Regions from separate parts of the Mus musculus genome. Here all the other regions are linked to region 2. Evidence: chromatin contacts called from public ChIA-PET and Hi-C data. All regions are on one chromosome and are shown on one strand. The core of a region is the stretch at or near the end of the contact, and the rest is flanking DNA. Distances in the headings are between cores, read along the strand shown. Region 1 overlaps Gm30990 (basic salivary proline-rich protein 2-like). Region 2 overlaps Add3 (adducin 3 (gamma)). Region 3 overlaps Rbm20 (RNA binding motif protein 20).

Region 1 (4,536 bases), core at 1,047-3,546, 680 kb after region 2:
GCAAGCATCCTTATCCACTGAACCACCTTGCCAGCTTAAAAATCCAGTCAATAAGCAAAGTAGGAGGAAGGATCAAGACTTGGGGTTTTTTTTGAGGCTACCCTACTCTTAAACGTGTGGGGCTCTGAGAGCATCATGGTAGAAAAAGAAATTGAGAGCTCTTGGAGGTGTGTGAGTGTGTATGAAAGGTCTCTTACTAGAGCTTGTCAATTTGGCTGAGCTTGTTGGCCAGTGAAGCTCAAGAATCCCCCACCCCCACCCCCACCCTGAGTGCTAAGGTGATAGGCTCTTATGTAAGTACAGAGATCCAAACTTGCATCCTCTGGTTGGCGTGGCAACCAACTTTACTGCCAACACCACCATCTCCAACGCCTTCAGATCTTCCAACGGTTTGAGCAGAGACTACAAACCAGCCTCCACTTAGGTCTCTGGCTAGGAAGCCAGAAAGAATCAGGCTTTCCGTGGCCTAACGGGTCTACGATGATCCTTCTGGAAGCCTGGAGCTTTTCACAAACCTATAGTGTTATCACCCAGTGTTCCCCAATCTTCTAGTGGCTGAACCATCTGTCTTGAAGCAGGGTCAGGCCATCTTTGATGGTGGACAACAAAGATCTGGTGGTCAGTGCGACTGTGGACACTGTCCCTAGCAGAGGCCTACCTTTGCTGTAGTCACCTCTGTCAGCTCCTTGGCTGGGTCCATTTCCTTGAGCTCAGAAGGAAGTGATGCTATGGATGACCTCCAGGGTAGGGGGAGTTTGCTGGGAAGAACATCTGGTGTGCTGCAGGCAACCAATCTTTGCTTTATGTCACAACCTTCCACTGTTCACCAGCTTGTTCAAGTGAAGCTATGCGAATCTCCTGGGCCTCTTGGCTAGAGCTTCCAATGGCCTAGAACCTTCTCTATGCCCTTCTTTTTTGTTAGCAGTACTCTTTAAGTCAGTCAGGATGGGATGGGCAGCCTGGATGCAGAGGGCAGAGTGGGGCCACCTGCAATTACTGTAGCAGATTACAGATCTAACAAATGTTCCTGTTGGGGCTGTTATGGCCCCACCCCCATCCCCACCCCAGTCTCATTATGGCCAGCCAGGGGTGGGGCCCAGGCCTCTAATCCCCAACAGGGCTGGAAAACATCCTTCCTTGTAGCTACTGTCTGTGTTCTAACTTACCAAAGTCAAGAGTGGACCAGAATTCCTTCTATGCATTTCTGCCTTTGGTCAGGGCTCAGGATGCCTGAGGTACTCCAGTGTCAGGTGTTCAATCCCGAAGTATTGCTGGCTGTGCACACCTCTGGAGAACATAGCCCATTTGCCCAGGTCCCAGGGCTATGCAGTGTAGACACTCTGATATAGACCTACCCTGAACTTCCCCATGCTTATGCAGTCTCACCTGCTCTCTGATGTCCCTAAAGACTGGTTCCAGGCCAATCCCCTTACATTCAGATCCCACATTGTACCCATACCTTTCCTGACTGGCTTCCATGATGTACAGACTGGGGTTGCTCTTTACAGTGCATTAGTCAGGGAATTGGGGATTTAGGTCAGTGGCAGAGTGCTTGCCTAACAAGTGCAGGGCCCTGGGTTTGGTCCTCAACACCAGAGGTGGGAGGAGGAGACTCACAATGCTGATGTTGTTGGTCTCTGCTCTGTGCCCTTAGAGCATCAACAGCTGACTGTCAGCTGTCTACATGGGCCGTGGTGGAATGTCTAGGCATACCTCTAAGAGCTCTCAATTTCTTTTTCTACCATGATGCTCTCAGAGCCCCAAGCATTTAAGAGTAGGATGGCCTCAAAAAACCCCCAAGTCTTGATCCTTCCTTCCTACTTTGTTTATCGACTGGACTTTTGAGTCAGGTTCTTGCTGTGTTTCCCAGCCTGGCTTGGAGTTCCTGAGCTCAGTCCCTACCTCAGTCTTCTCCAACCTCATGTTCCTGTGCCCAGTGTGCTCTTTCGTTTTGCAGGGGAGATAGAAAAGACAGGGGCAGGTACAGAAAGAGGAAGTGACTTGCCTTCAGCGACTCAGTTTCTTAGAGTTCAGTATGAATAGTACTACTGGGCCACACAGGGTGCTATTAAATTATCCAGGGAATTTTTCAAGGCTGCCTCTTTCTGGACATTGACAGTCAGCAACTCAGTGAAGACAGATCCTTGGTCTAAATCTGAATAGCTTGCCAGAATGACAGATTCAATCAGCCAAGGTGAAGCCTGGGCATTTGTATATTAGCAAGCCTCCAGGGAATTCAGATGGTGGAAGCTACCTTCTATGACAACTAGGGACTTCCCCACCAGTTCCTAGAATAGAAGGGACTTTTATTATACTAGGTACACATGCAGGAGAGACTGAATGGAGACCATTCAGAGGAGTACAGAGGGCTGTGGTCTAGAAAGTGAGACAGGGACAAGCCTGGCTCTGGTAGATGGAGCTGGTGTGAGCTGGTGTGGTGGAGGTCAGGAGAGTAATTCTGGAGGCAGGATTTGTCTAATGGGACTCAGAGTTACTGGGCATTGTCTTCAGACTCTTTATAAACTTAAAATTTTAAACATGCATATTATGTATTTTGATTATTATAGCTAGTTCCCATTATCCCTTCCCATCCCCTCTGAACTCTTTCTTCTCTGGGTTTTCTTTCTGTTAGTGGGTGTGAGTGTCCACTCCGTAGCCCCTGGAGATGGTCCCTCTGGGGAGACTGCAGGAAGGGGGACTTGAGCATGGCCAAGGCCATGTCGTGTCAGCAGGAGCCCTGAGGCTCCTGAGTCCATTCTTTCTTGCTTTGCAGGAACCAATGGACCCAGCATTAGCCCTGCTGATTCTTGAGGCCCTCTGCAGGCCACCTGTGTGTACTCTGCAGAGACCAAGTCCACTTGGCTTTGTCACAGTGCTGGAACATGGGTACTGATATTTTCCTCAATAGGGAAAATGAGGCCCTGAGAGACAAAGTCATTTGAAAAGGGCTGGACAAGCTGTGGGCAGGGGAGCTAAACCCTAAGCAAACATTTATTTCATGTCTTTTTTCCCCTTTTCCTTCCTTCCTTCCTTCCTCCCTCCCTCCCTTATCAGTGCACCTACCTTCCTTTCCTTTCAAGGTAAGTTTTTACTACGTATTCCAGGCTGGTTTTGAACTTAGGATCCTTCTGCCCGAGTCTGGTGAGTGAGTACTGACACTATAGGCATATGCTATCACACTGGGCTTCAAACCATGCGTGCTCTTGGCCTCTTTCTCCTCTGCCCACCTCAAACCTAACTTTTGTTCCCAGAGGCCAGGGGCTCTGGGTGAACCAAGCACGGCACTGCTCAGCTCAGCTGTTGTGCAAGTCTTCTCATTACTGAACTCTAGACAGCAATGGCTCCATACCCCCCCTTCCTAGAAAGATCAAGGAAAGACCCCACACAGAGGAGAAAGAAGAAGAAAAGGAAGGAGGAGGGAGGGGAAAACCAATTTCTTTCTGTTCTCCACTCTGAAGATCTTACCTGGGGCCTGTGTCTTGTGGGGACAAGGGGGACTAGATGAAGGGAGTCCCTGGGGCTATTCAGCTTCCTCCTGCTCCAAGCAGGCTAGGCTGGAAAGAAAAGCACTTGCTTTCTGCTCTCTTAGCTTTAGGGACTTCAAACCAAAAGGTGGTTTCCCTGGCCTCAGAGCAGCAGCCGGCACTTGAGCCGTTTGCCTCCTCTTCTGCGGTGAAACTGTTTGCCTGCTAACCCCTTTCCTACAAGTTGACAAGAGGCACAATAAAAGTCAGATGAGACCAGATTAAACCAACTGAGAACTGTTACATGATAACCGAAGAAGGTTAGAGGCTACAAGGGTGTGATCTGCAACAGGTGACTGACCTGTGACTGTGAGCTTCAAAGGAGGAAGTGTGGTCTAGCCGCTCTCTCTTGTTGGAATCTCCGTGAGGGGGAGGTTGTTGTATTCCTTGGACACTCTCTGGAGATGTTGTTAGGATGCATTTTCCTCTGTGTTAAGGAAGTCTTATTGTCAACCTGACATCCCTGTGTCCAGAGACTCACACCTCCCATCCACCTGAGAATCACCCCTTTACCTAGAGTCAGAGAACTTCCTTGTTCTGTTCTCAAATTCTTGAAATGTCTCCTGTTGATTGGCCGAACTTCTGGGACCAATGTCCACCAGATGTGGAAGAGGCTGCCATCGTCCTTTCATGTGGCTCTTGTGTCTGGCCATGCCAGACATCAGAGAACCTGTGTGAAGAGCGTGCATATCTGAATTCTGGGGGGAAAAAACGTTCTCCAGCAATTGCTCCTGGGGTCCTGGCAAAAAGGATGACCTGCTGCCTACTGGACAGTAAGGACTCCCTGAGGTGAGATGTGATTCCCCATGCGTCTGAGAAGGTGAGGCTCAGAGAGTACCGCAGGGACCCCTTGGTTTGCCCTCAAGCCCAGGAGAATGACGTTCCATCTGGGCCTGCCCCAGTTCTCTAGGGGTCAGGACCCTTGAGAGCAAACTCGTCATGAAGCTGGAAAATGTCATCTACTGCCACCTCCACTACCCATGTGCCTTGCCCTTGCCTATGGTATTGGAGT
Region 2 (4,914 bases), core at 1,903-4,402:
AAAAACAGGGATTGTTCCCAAAAAGCGTGTAAATGGCTCCTGGATTTCTTTCCTTAGCATGTAGGTCAAAGGTTAAAGTACCAGTATAAGCATATGACATAGAATTGTGCAAGTTGCTAATAGAGTGTGGGCTCCTTGTAAGTGAAATTTTACAAGCACGATACACTGTTAACTAGTGACAGTTTCTTTAGCACCGATTGCAGTAGCACATGTTTTAGTGTAAAGTAATGGTATGTATAAGATACAACTTTAAGAAGTATGTTGTCTTTGCGTGTCTTTTCCCTCCCCCTCGATAGGACCCCGGAACCTTTCCCGCTGGGTCTTTTCTCTGAATCTCTGATCCATGCTTGGTACCACAACAATACACGATTACTGCTGTCTCAGAAGTTACCCTCTCCTCCTATACACTACTAAGTTGATAATATTTTAGGGTCAAGAACACTCTGTTTTGTTTTGTTTTGTTTTGTTTTGTTTTTGTTTTTGTTGCAGTCTCTGCCATGAGACTGTGGTGCATAGTAGGTGTGCAATAAATTGTTGTTAGCAGAATAAATGAATTCAAGCAGAATGTAGAAACAATATCTTATTGGTGAATTGATTTAGCAAGTTGGACTTTACACATAAGTGTTAAACATCTTGTCAAAGTGAGTGCTTGGTAAGTAAATGTAGATTTACCATAGAGCAAGTTGATACTTTAGTAATACCCAGGGGCAAAACTCACATCAGAGCTATGTTTATAAAACATTTTTGTTTTGATTTCTTTTCCTCTCATGCTGCCAGTTTGCCCAGTAGCTGACAAACCTACCAGCTATAGAATGAGAAAACACCTCAGGATATTTTTAGCTGAAGACAGAATTATGCATGGGCTGCAGAATGGGGGTGGAGGTGTGAGAAAGTGTCTAAGCTCTCTCTGTCCTCTGGAGAAGAGCACAGATCAGCACCTGAGGACAGCATCGGAAGGAGGGCGCTGCTTGGTGACTTGTCAGTATTGGAACTTTAGCAGTGTGCCTCACAGAAGGTTGACTAGAGTCCCACAGAAAGGCGCGGGGCAGGTCTCTGTTCACGGCCGGCCGGGTGCAATTGTTTTTGTGGTTCTGTTTTGTCTGTTATCTCATCACCTGGGAGACTTAAGCAGAAGGATAAAGAAGTCATTGCAGTCTGGGTCCCATAGAGACTTGGACATCAGCCAGGACTACAGGGTGAGACCCTCCAGCTCAAAAATGATAGTGAATCCCACTCTGAACCTGAGAAAGCCTGGACCAGTACTCTCTCACTAAGCTACATCCCAGACTCTGTATTCTTATTGTTTACTTTATTCATAAATTTACTTATTTTGTGCAGTAGGAATTAATGTAGGACTTTGTACGTGCCATGCAAGTCTCTTAATACTGGAACTTAAAAACACTTCAACTCAGCCTCACAAGTTAATAAGCCGCTAGACCTATGATCTTGGGGTATTTTTTAACAGTATATAATTTATTTGCTCTTCTCTTTTATTTTTTGTCTTAAAAAAAAAAATGTGTGCTTGCGCGCATACAGAGGCCAGAAGAGGGCCTTGGGCTCTTTGGAGCTGGACTTCCAGGTACGTGTAGCATGGGTATGGACCTGAACTTGAGGCTGCTGCTGGAGGAGAGCTTAGCAGCTTACTTACTGAGCTCTCTCTCCAGCCGGGCCTGTCTTCTTTTCCTCTGTAGTCTTTGTCGTCATTGCTTTCAAAGAGCCAAAACCTGCTTTGTTGTTGCACCTCAGGTTTGGCAACCTTGGCGATATAGTACAATCTTACTAGTCTAACTTTTGTCTGAAAATGGGGATGACAGCTAATCTCTACAATTAATAATTTGCAAAATATTGCTGTCTACCTTGGTAGGCTTGTTTTGTTATGGTCCAGAAAAAATGGCCTATTTTAAACATTGATCATCTTTCATTCATCCTTAACTTCCTCTTTTAGAATTGCTACATTTTAAAGCCTCTGAGTGGTTTGTGTTTGTTTTGTCTTGAGACAGGATTTTATTGTGTAGCTCTGGCTGACCTGAAACGTGCTACATAGACCAGGCTGTCTAACTCACAGAATCAACCTACCTCTTCCTCCTAAGTGCTTGACTAAAGGTGTTCATGTCATTATGTCCTGCCTACTTTTGAATCCTGGATTCTCTCTTTTAACAATTAGTAGTCTACCAGAGCATTACAGAAGCAAAGGGCATCAGTAGCATCCAGAGTATTTGTGCTAAGTGGCCCTGCCTTCAAGTTGCTCAGCATCAGATATGCCAGTGAGTGGAGAGGCGTGAATAGACGTAAGGAGTGCCATGCTGGACGTGAGCAGAGGGCGGTGAAGCTTGAGGCTTCTCACTGTAGAGTGGCTGCTGTCCTTTGCAACCCATCTTCACAGGATGAGTAAGTAAAACCTTTGTCTTCCCCAGATGGGAAATTAGAGGATGTAGCAGAGGTTTTATCAGACAGGAGTTTTAACTCACAAGCTCAGAGGGGTAACTTGTCTTCTAAGTTACCAAGGGTTGCCTTGTGGTATGGCCCCTCTTGAGAAGCAGAAACCCTGAGAAAAGTCAAAGCTTCTCCTGAGCCCACCCCCACCCCCACGCCCACCCCCACCCCCACCCCCACGCCCACCCCCACCCCCACCGTTCAGAAGCATCTCTGACTGGAGCCACTGACCGAAGACGGCTCTGTGAAGCTGACCCCTGCCTGGAGCTCACCGCTATCAGACGTTGGCTTGGGGTACCTTTTGAATTTTACTCCCTTAGCTAAGTCTCTTGTACAGTTTGTCCCCCAAACTGAGCTTTCTTTAATCAAGAGTCTAAATATAAAATAGGCCTATTGTAAAAATGGCCTATGATTTATTATTACCATATTATTATTATTATTATTACTATTACTACTACTACTACTACAGGTTTTATGGGGTGGTTTCAAAGATCAGAGAGTAACTTGTAGAAGTTGGTTCTCTCCTTCTGCCCTGGGGCCCTAGGAATCAAACCCAAGTCATGAGGCTGGATACCAAGCCCTCCACCGCAGAAACCTCTCACCTACCCACAGCCTGATTTTTTTATCCAATTCCACTGGTGGCACAGCCCTGCTTGCTTAACCTCTCTGGTTCCAGTCTCTGCTGTAGGGTTGTATGTGAGGCACACAACAGTCTCCCTTGTTTTGGTGGCACTCCTCTGATGGCATCCTGTGTTCTCATTTCTGTGCCAGGCCTGTCACTACACCCTGCTGTCTTCTGACGTCTCATCTTCTGCTGGCACCTGGCCTTCTCGCTGAGTGTTCCACCTTAGTTAGTTTTTACAATGAAATAGCAAAGATATAATTAGAATATGGCTCAACAGTTAAGAGCATGTCCTGCTCTTCCAGAAGACCTCAGTTTGGTTCCCAGCAACCAGATTGGGCTGTTCCAGTCTGCTGACGGCAACCATTCGTAACTCCAGCTCAGGAGATTTAGAAACCTGTCCTCCACAGGCACCTGCACACATGTGTACATACACACATACAAACACATACACATAAAAACAAAGTAATAGATATAAAATTAAAAATTATAGTAAGCTAATTACTGGAAACACATTTCTAGATTTCCTATCAAAGGCCTTCATGAAGAGTCTTGTTACTGTTAGGCCAGCCCATAGCCTGTCACAGTTTAGTCTGATAAGCAGCTTACGCAGATCCAGCTCTCCTTAGCCATCTTGTAGGTGGGGGAGTTCCTTCCCCTGGGTATTGTAAGCTAGGCTGAGCGTCCCACAGAGCTGGATCTTGCCAGACAAAGGTTTTCGCTAATGGTTATACCATACTTCTAGAGGTAATGTCACATGAGCAAAGATAATTCTCTTTCTCCCTGTATGTTTTCAATTAGATGACATTTACTGGGAAGGAAAAAGGCCTATTTTTGATAGTGTATTCTATTTTCAGTCTACCACATATTTAAAGTGCATTCATTTAACAAACAAAGCTCCAGGCTTCAGGACTTGAGTTGAGGCAATGTCTTTATTACGCTGGCTTGAGTTCTGGTACCAGACCCTGGTCAGGTTGCAGGGGCAGAATGAATGCCCCATGTATATTATGTTTGAGAGGGTACCGGGTTGGGCATACCTGAACTCTTACGAGCTGACCTGGAGTGGTAAACAACAGAAAGGTGAGTGCCCTTGATTAAGATTCAGTCAGAGAGCAGGGTTCTCATTTCATTAAAACAAACAAAACAAAAAAAAGCAAAAACAACAATAAAACTAAAATATATTTTAGTTTTTATGCCTCTTTTTCTTTTAACTTTCATAATAACTAGTCATAGCCATTTTATCTACTGAAAATTAATTTATTTTATACATGAAAATATAATATAGCAATGGTATGTTACAAGATTTAAATGACAAACCTTTAAGATAAAGTGAGAGTTGAAGGGCAGAGAGAGGGCATAGGCTTCTTTTCTTTTGAACTTTTGTCTTATGTGTGTTACTGGTTGCCTGCATGTGTGGCTGTGTGAGTGTTAGGTCTTGGAGTTACGGACAGTTGTGGACTGCCATGTGGGTGCTGGGAATTGAACCCAGGTCCTCTGAAAGACCAGCCGGTCCTCTTACACACTGAGCCATCTCTCCAACCCTGAGTGTAGGCTCCCTTTTGAGTTGTATGATCCCACACTGTGGTTGTTAAGCCCTCTGGCATTCAAGATGCTTTCACTAAAATTCACAAAGCTGATGAGCGGAAGGAAAGAAAGTCCCACTCCTTGACCATTACCCTAGAAGATTGGATCTGTAAATATGTTAATCTTTGAAATGACAGATATATGTGCATGTCAAATAATGTCTGAACTAACTAGAAAAACTTGCTTTACTGCGTGATTGTGGTATAAGTACCATTTCCTGAGAGCTTTTACATTGGACGTTTAGGAGTGTGTGTGTGTGTGTGTGTGTGTGTGTG
Region 3 (4,939 bases), core at 433-2,932, 620 kb after region 2:
TTCTGAAGGAATATCTGGTCCTTTGAAAGACTGTGTCAGACAGAGCAGGGTCCTGTGTGTGTCGTTAACGTCTTACTTTTAGAGCAGGATGAAGATTTTTATCATCCCAATCCTTGCCTCCCTTGCAGGTCTCTGTTTATAGCCCTGGTTAACCTAGAAAATCTATGTAGATCAGGCTGGCCTCAAACTTTTAATGACCTCCTTCTACCTACCTTCTTGGTAGTAGAATTATGGGCATGTGTCTCGATGGCCAGATGCAACCCATTTCTTCTGGCCAAAGGCTACTGTATCATCGCATCTTGGGACAATTAGTTGGGACAACAGGCACACTCTCCTGACGGGAACAATAGGTTGCACATCCTTTCTCAAGGCAGGTTTTCTTCCACATCTCTACATCCCAACAAAATAAGGGTTATTAGTTTGTCTTTCTCTAATACTTTAGTTTGAAAACTCTTCAGGGAAACACTGGTTTAATTTTTTTCTCTAAGCACACTACTAGAGTTTTAAAGCTAATTATACACTGCAAATTCTTTGTAGCAATTAATGGCTCAGAGACATAACCTCAGCCTGGGGGCACTGGAGCCCTCCCAAGCTTCTTGGTAAATCAGAGCCTGTGCAGTCAGCTGCTGCATCTGTGAGGGGATCAGGCTCAGGGGAGGGCGTCTGACAGACATTGCCACTCCCGGTCCAAAGCATGTGCGCTACTGTGTTGTTTTCCCTACTGCCCAGCCTCGAATCTGCTGGGGATGGCTGCAAACAGTGCAGCTGTTCCTGGTATAGGCAAGAAGATGTGGACTGAATCCTGAGCCACGCGCTTTCTAGACAGGGACGTTCTTGAGGTCATTGCCTCTGGAGAATCAGGACAGCCAGAACAATGCACAGAGACACTGTCGCAAAGACAGATGGACGGATTGACAGACAGGAAGGAAGGACATCCTTCAATTTCCCCGGTTCTTGGTGGGAGGCTTGCAAGTGTTGCATGTGGAATGTACTCAGTGAACTCAGTGTGCGTGAACATAACCTTTCAAGCTGAGGTGGATAGGTAATCCTCCCAGGCCTGGGAAGCTGAGGTGATGAGGTGGATAGGTAATCATCCCAGGCCTGGGAAGCTGAGGTGGATAGGTAATCCTCCCAGGCCTGGGAAGCTGAGGTGGTGAGGTGGATAGGTAATCCTCCCAGGCCTGGGAAGCTGAGGTGGATAGGTAATCCTCCCAGGCCTGGGAAGCTGAGGTGATGAGGTGGATAGGTAATCCTCCCAGGCCTGGGAAGCTGAGGTGGTGAGGTGGATAGGTAATCCTCCCAGGCCTGGGAAGCTGAGGTGGATAGGTAATCCTCCCAGGCCTGGGAAGCTGAGGTGGTGAGGTGGATAGGTAATCCTCCCAGGCCTGGGAAGCTGAGGTGGTGAGGTGGATAGGTAATCCTCCCAGGCCTGGGAAGCTGAGGTGACCAGAAGTTTCCATGAGGTTTCATCAGCAGCCACCTGTGTGCCGTAGGACAAGTTAACTTTTCAGTGTTGTAATAAGGGATTGAATGGACCCTAAAAGCGTGCAATTCTATGTTTTTTCTGTTTGCCACTGCTGTGAGTGAAAAAAACTAGCTGGCTTTGCAGAGTCCTCTGGTGACCTTGTTTTGTGGCGTATATAACCTTAGCTTCCCAGGCTCTTGGGTGTCTGTGCTACCCAGACTTCTAGCAAGATCACTTCCTGCCCACAACATGCAGGCCCACCTCAGCTCTCTAAACAGACTCACCCTCAGTATCGATGTCTTGGGGAAACTGTATTCATTTCCTGTTACCACTGTAACAAATCACCACAAATCTGATAGTGTGTAGCATCATAGATGAGTGAGATTCTAAGATCCCTCTCAGTAGGTCTGTAGTGGAACTGTTAGGAAGAATGCCTCTGCCTCTGCCCTGGCTCTTCAGGAACATTCTTTCCCTTTCTGTTTTGAATTTCTAGAGGCTTCCTGTACTGTCTTGGCTCATAGTCTCTTCCTCCACTTGCACAGACATCAGCGCATCATCTTCCCTTTCTGTGATGAGTGTTTCCATCTCTCTGACTTTCCCCCTCATCGTTCTTGTGGTCACACAGAGCTCACCTCGGCAATGTCAAGGTGATCTTCTCTTAGCTCAAGATCCTTAATTGAATCACTGCTGTAAAGTCCTCTTTACCACGTACGGGGACACTTACAGGTGCATGCATGTCTGTACACTATGTGTGCTGCACTCACGGAGGCCAGAAGGTGGCCTTGAACTCCCCCCCACCCACCCCCCGGAACTGGAGTTACAGTTAGTTGGTAGCTGCCATGTGGGAACCTGGGAGCTGGTCCTCTGGAAGAACAGCCAGTGCTCCTTAGTGCTGAACCATCTCTCCAGCCTCTATCCATTCAGTTACTAAACCTAGACTTGGGGAGAAGCATACTGAATCTCCCACGCTGAGGTTGGGCGGTGAGTGACTATACCCAGGTGTGCAACGGCACTGGGAGGCTGTAGACTTAGAAGCCCCATCTTGAAGTACTCAGGCACTGTACTCACATAAAGCGCATTCGTCTCCCAGCCGCCGCCGGGCTCTGAGAAGCCACAGCCATTTAAGGTCTTCATTGCTTAGCTCCTGGCGGTTGCCACAGCCACCAAGCTGCTGGGAAATGCAAGATTCTCCAAGACACACCGCTTTCTTTGGGGAGGGGGTGTGTGTGTGCTTGAGTCTTTACATAAATGAGAAAGCCTAACATTGTCATCTTCATTTGGCTGTGGAACGTGTTTGTATTTGGATTGGAGTGTGGGTGTGCCTCGTGTTCTGGGGACTCTCTTAAAACAGCAGTAAACCTTGAAATAGACGCTCCTAGAATACTGTGTGGCCTCCTTCCTCCCTCCCTTCTCCCCTCCCTTGTCCCCTCCCTCCCTCCCTTGTCCCCTCCCTCCCTCCTCCCCCTCCCTCTCATTCTCCTTCGTTTCCTTCCTTTTTTTTTCTTTTGTCTTTTGAGACAGAAGTCTTATCATACCCAGTCTATCTTCAAACTCAACACTAGCCTTGAGTCATCTGATCCCCCTGTCTCTATCTTTCCAGCTCTGGGATCACAGGCGTGTATCACCACCAAGCCTGGCTAAGTTATTAACTCTTGCAGGCTAAGTATTTTACGACTTTTATTTTCTTAGATAGAACAGTTAGTCTTTTTTTTTCTCACCTAAGATTTTGGTTTAAAAGGGATATATTCTGTGTGGATGATTTGTGTGAAATCACTTCTGTGCAAGTTTGAATAAAGCTGGGGACAGTAAGAATTTGTAAGATTAAAGCAGAAACAGAAGGGGACCCGCTCCTGGGTCTGGTTGTGCCAGGTCTGAATGGTGAGGTTCTGATCTTCGTGTGTGCCTGGTCTGAACAATGAGGTTCGGGTCTAGTTACGGGCTGGGTATGAACAGCGAGGTTCTATAGTCGTATCCACATCTGACTCGCTGCCACACTGCATGGCTGCTTTTCCTTGTTGGGGAGATGGCTCTTCTTTAGATAACCTTTCAACACCCAGGAGGAAAACCTCTAGCAAGGACTTGCTCCAGCCCAGAACCAAAGGTTAAAAAACACAGCTGCCTTCTCTGGGGAAAACAAAACCAACTTTGTGCTCCTTTGGTCATAAGAAACACATTGGCACCTCCTTAACACCTTGTCAGTAAGGACAATCTGTGTAGTGGCCAAGCCTGGGGGTGGAGCTGCCCTGTTGGGTTTGCCTTCTAAAGCTTTGCTACCTGACAGTACACAAGGCATAATCATTCATCAGTCGGGACCCTCCCTCCTTTCTTGTTAGCCCCTCCCCACTCTGTTACAGCCATGATGGTGCCATACCACACAAGGGCTCATGAAGCTGAGATGCCCCCAGCGCAACTCCCCAGAGTGCACAAGGCCATCCCTCCTCCTTCCCCATATCTTAAAAGGCAGCAGGCGCGCCTCAGAGTGCAGCTTGCATGCTGCCTGGGTATCTCTCTTCAGGAACTTGTAGAAAGTTTTTGATTCCTCACACAAGAGGGAAAGAACAAAGGCTTGGTTTTTTTTAAATCTGACTTGGCAGTGTGTTTTGTTCTTGTTCTTGAGCGTGGGTGTGCCTCATGTTCTGGGATCTCACTTCAAACCAAACAAGCCAGCAGCCCAGGAGGATATGTGCCGGAGGGAGGAGGAGGGCTGCGAGGCTCCTACTGTACCTGCCAGGTTGGGGTTCGAGTCTTATAGGCTCATCCACTTTACTTAATGGCAGTGAGTGTTAGAGCTCTAGGTTCCTGCTCTACAAAGTTGAGATGAAAATGACCTATCCTGCGTGGCCCTTGACCTGTGTGACTTTTGAAGTTCCAAAAAGCTCACACTGGTCCCAGGAGCCTTACTGGAGGAGATGGTCCTACCCAGTTACCTTCTCCAAGCATGAGCCCCCTTCCCTTAAAGGAGCTCCAGGGAGGGAGGTGCGGTGTGCCCACACCCTTGTTTGTCTCTCTCTCACCCCAACCCTCTCCAACCCTCTCTGCCTGCTGTGGCCCTCCCCGCCCCCACTCAGCTTATCAGCTCTGAGTTTTTATCGCACAGGGCCTGGGACAGTGGAGACAGATGTGTCCCAGCTGTGCATTCCCTCCCAGCGCCTGCTTTATAAGGAGATTGGCTGTGCAGCCTGGCTGGTCCATCAGTCCAGACTTCAGATTTCACTGGCGCGTTCAGGTGCCCTGGGATTCCATTTCACCAGCATCCCGAACACATTTCTTGGTTACACCCACTCCCCGCAAGGGGAACCTTAAGACACAGAAAATATGGCTTAGCCAAAAGCCTCGACTGTGGAAACCGCTTATAGCAGATTCACCAGGAAAGCCTGTCTCATTTATAGACAGTCCAGTCTCTGTTTGCCCAGAAACACAATACAGTCAACGGACAAGGCCACAGAGCGATGTGGCAGACCGGCTCCTCCCATT

What was found. A called contact is a pair of places that touch in the nucleus more often than the background predicts. ChIA-PET counts read pairs in DNA pulled down with a chosen protein or histone mark.
Region 1: a contact with region 2 is called in an RNA polymerase II ChIA-PET map of memory CD8 T cells, with 7 read pairs. The contact joins two enhancer-like sites. A contact is called at or near these places in 1 of 484 Hi-C or Micro-C datasets (CD8 T cells) and 2 of 115 datasets of contacts at active chromatin or transcription factors (memory CD8 T cells and regulatory T cells).
Region 3: a Hi-C map of CD8 T cells shows a contact between it and region 2, with 5 times the contacts expected there. The contact joins two enhancer-like sites. A contact is called at or near these places in 5 of 484 Hi-C or Micro-C datasets (CD4 T cells, CD8 T cells and memory CD8 T cells) and 2 of 115 datasets of contacts at active chromatin or transcription factors (memory CD8 T cells and thymic regulatory T cells).

What each region holds. Positions count from the first base shown.
Region 1 is chr19:53,867,960-53,872,495 of GRCm38.p6, forward strand. Gm30990 (basic salivary proline-rich protein 2-like) reads right to left here. Exons shown (of 8, transcript XM_030251154.1): 7 at 4,038-4,194; 8 at 3,826-3,951. Among named protein-coding and RNA genes, the nearest start is that of Gm41863, 9.9 kb to the left of the region's middle. Within about 2 kb of position 2,297, at least 66 of the 459 cell types and tissues checked have an H3K27ac peak or open chromatin away from gene starts, as enhancers often do. A contact at or near this core is called in CD8 T cells, memory CD8 T cells and regulatory T cells, where this site is marked.
Region 2 is chr19:53,186,724-53,191,637 of GRCm38.p6, forward strand. The region is part of intron 1 of Add3 (adducin 3 (gamma)); the gene reads left to right. Among named protein-coding and RNA genes, the nearest start is that of Gm52402, 20 kb to the right of the region's middle. Within about 2 kb of position 3,153, at least 34 of the 459 cell types and tissues checked have an H3K27ac peak or open chromatin away from gene starts, as enhancers often do. A contact at or near this core is called in CD8 T cells, memory CD8 T cells and regulatory T cells, where this site is marked.
Region 3 is chr19:53,805,674-53,810,612 of GRCm38.p6, forward strand. All of the region lies in intron 1 of Rbm20 (RNA binding motif protein 20), which reads left to right. Among named protein-coding and RNA genes, the nearest start is that of Gm16299, 17 kb to the right of the region's middle. Within about 2 kb of position 1,683, at least 98 of the 459 cell types and tissues checked have an H3K27ac peak or open chromatin away from gene starts, as enhancers often do. A contact at or near this core is called in CD8 T cells and memory CD8 T cells, where this site is marked.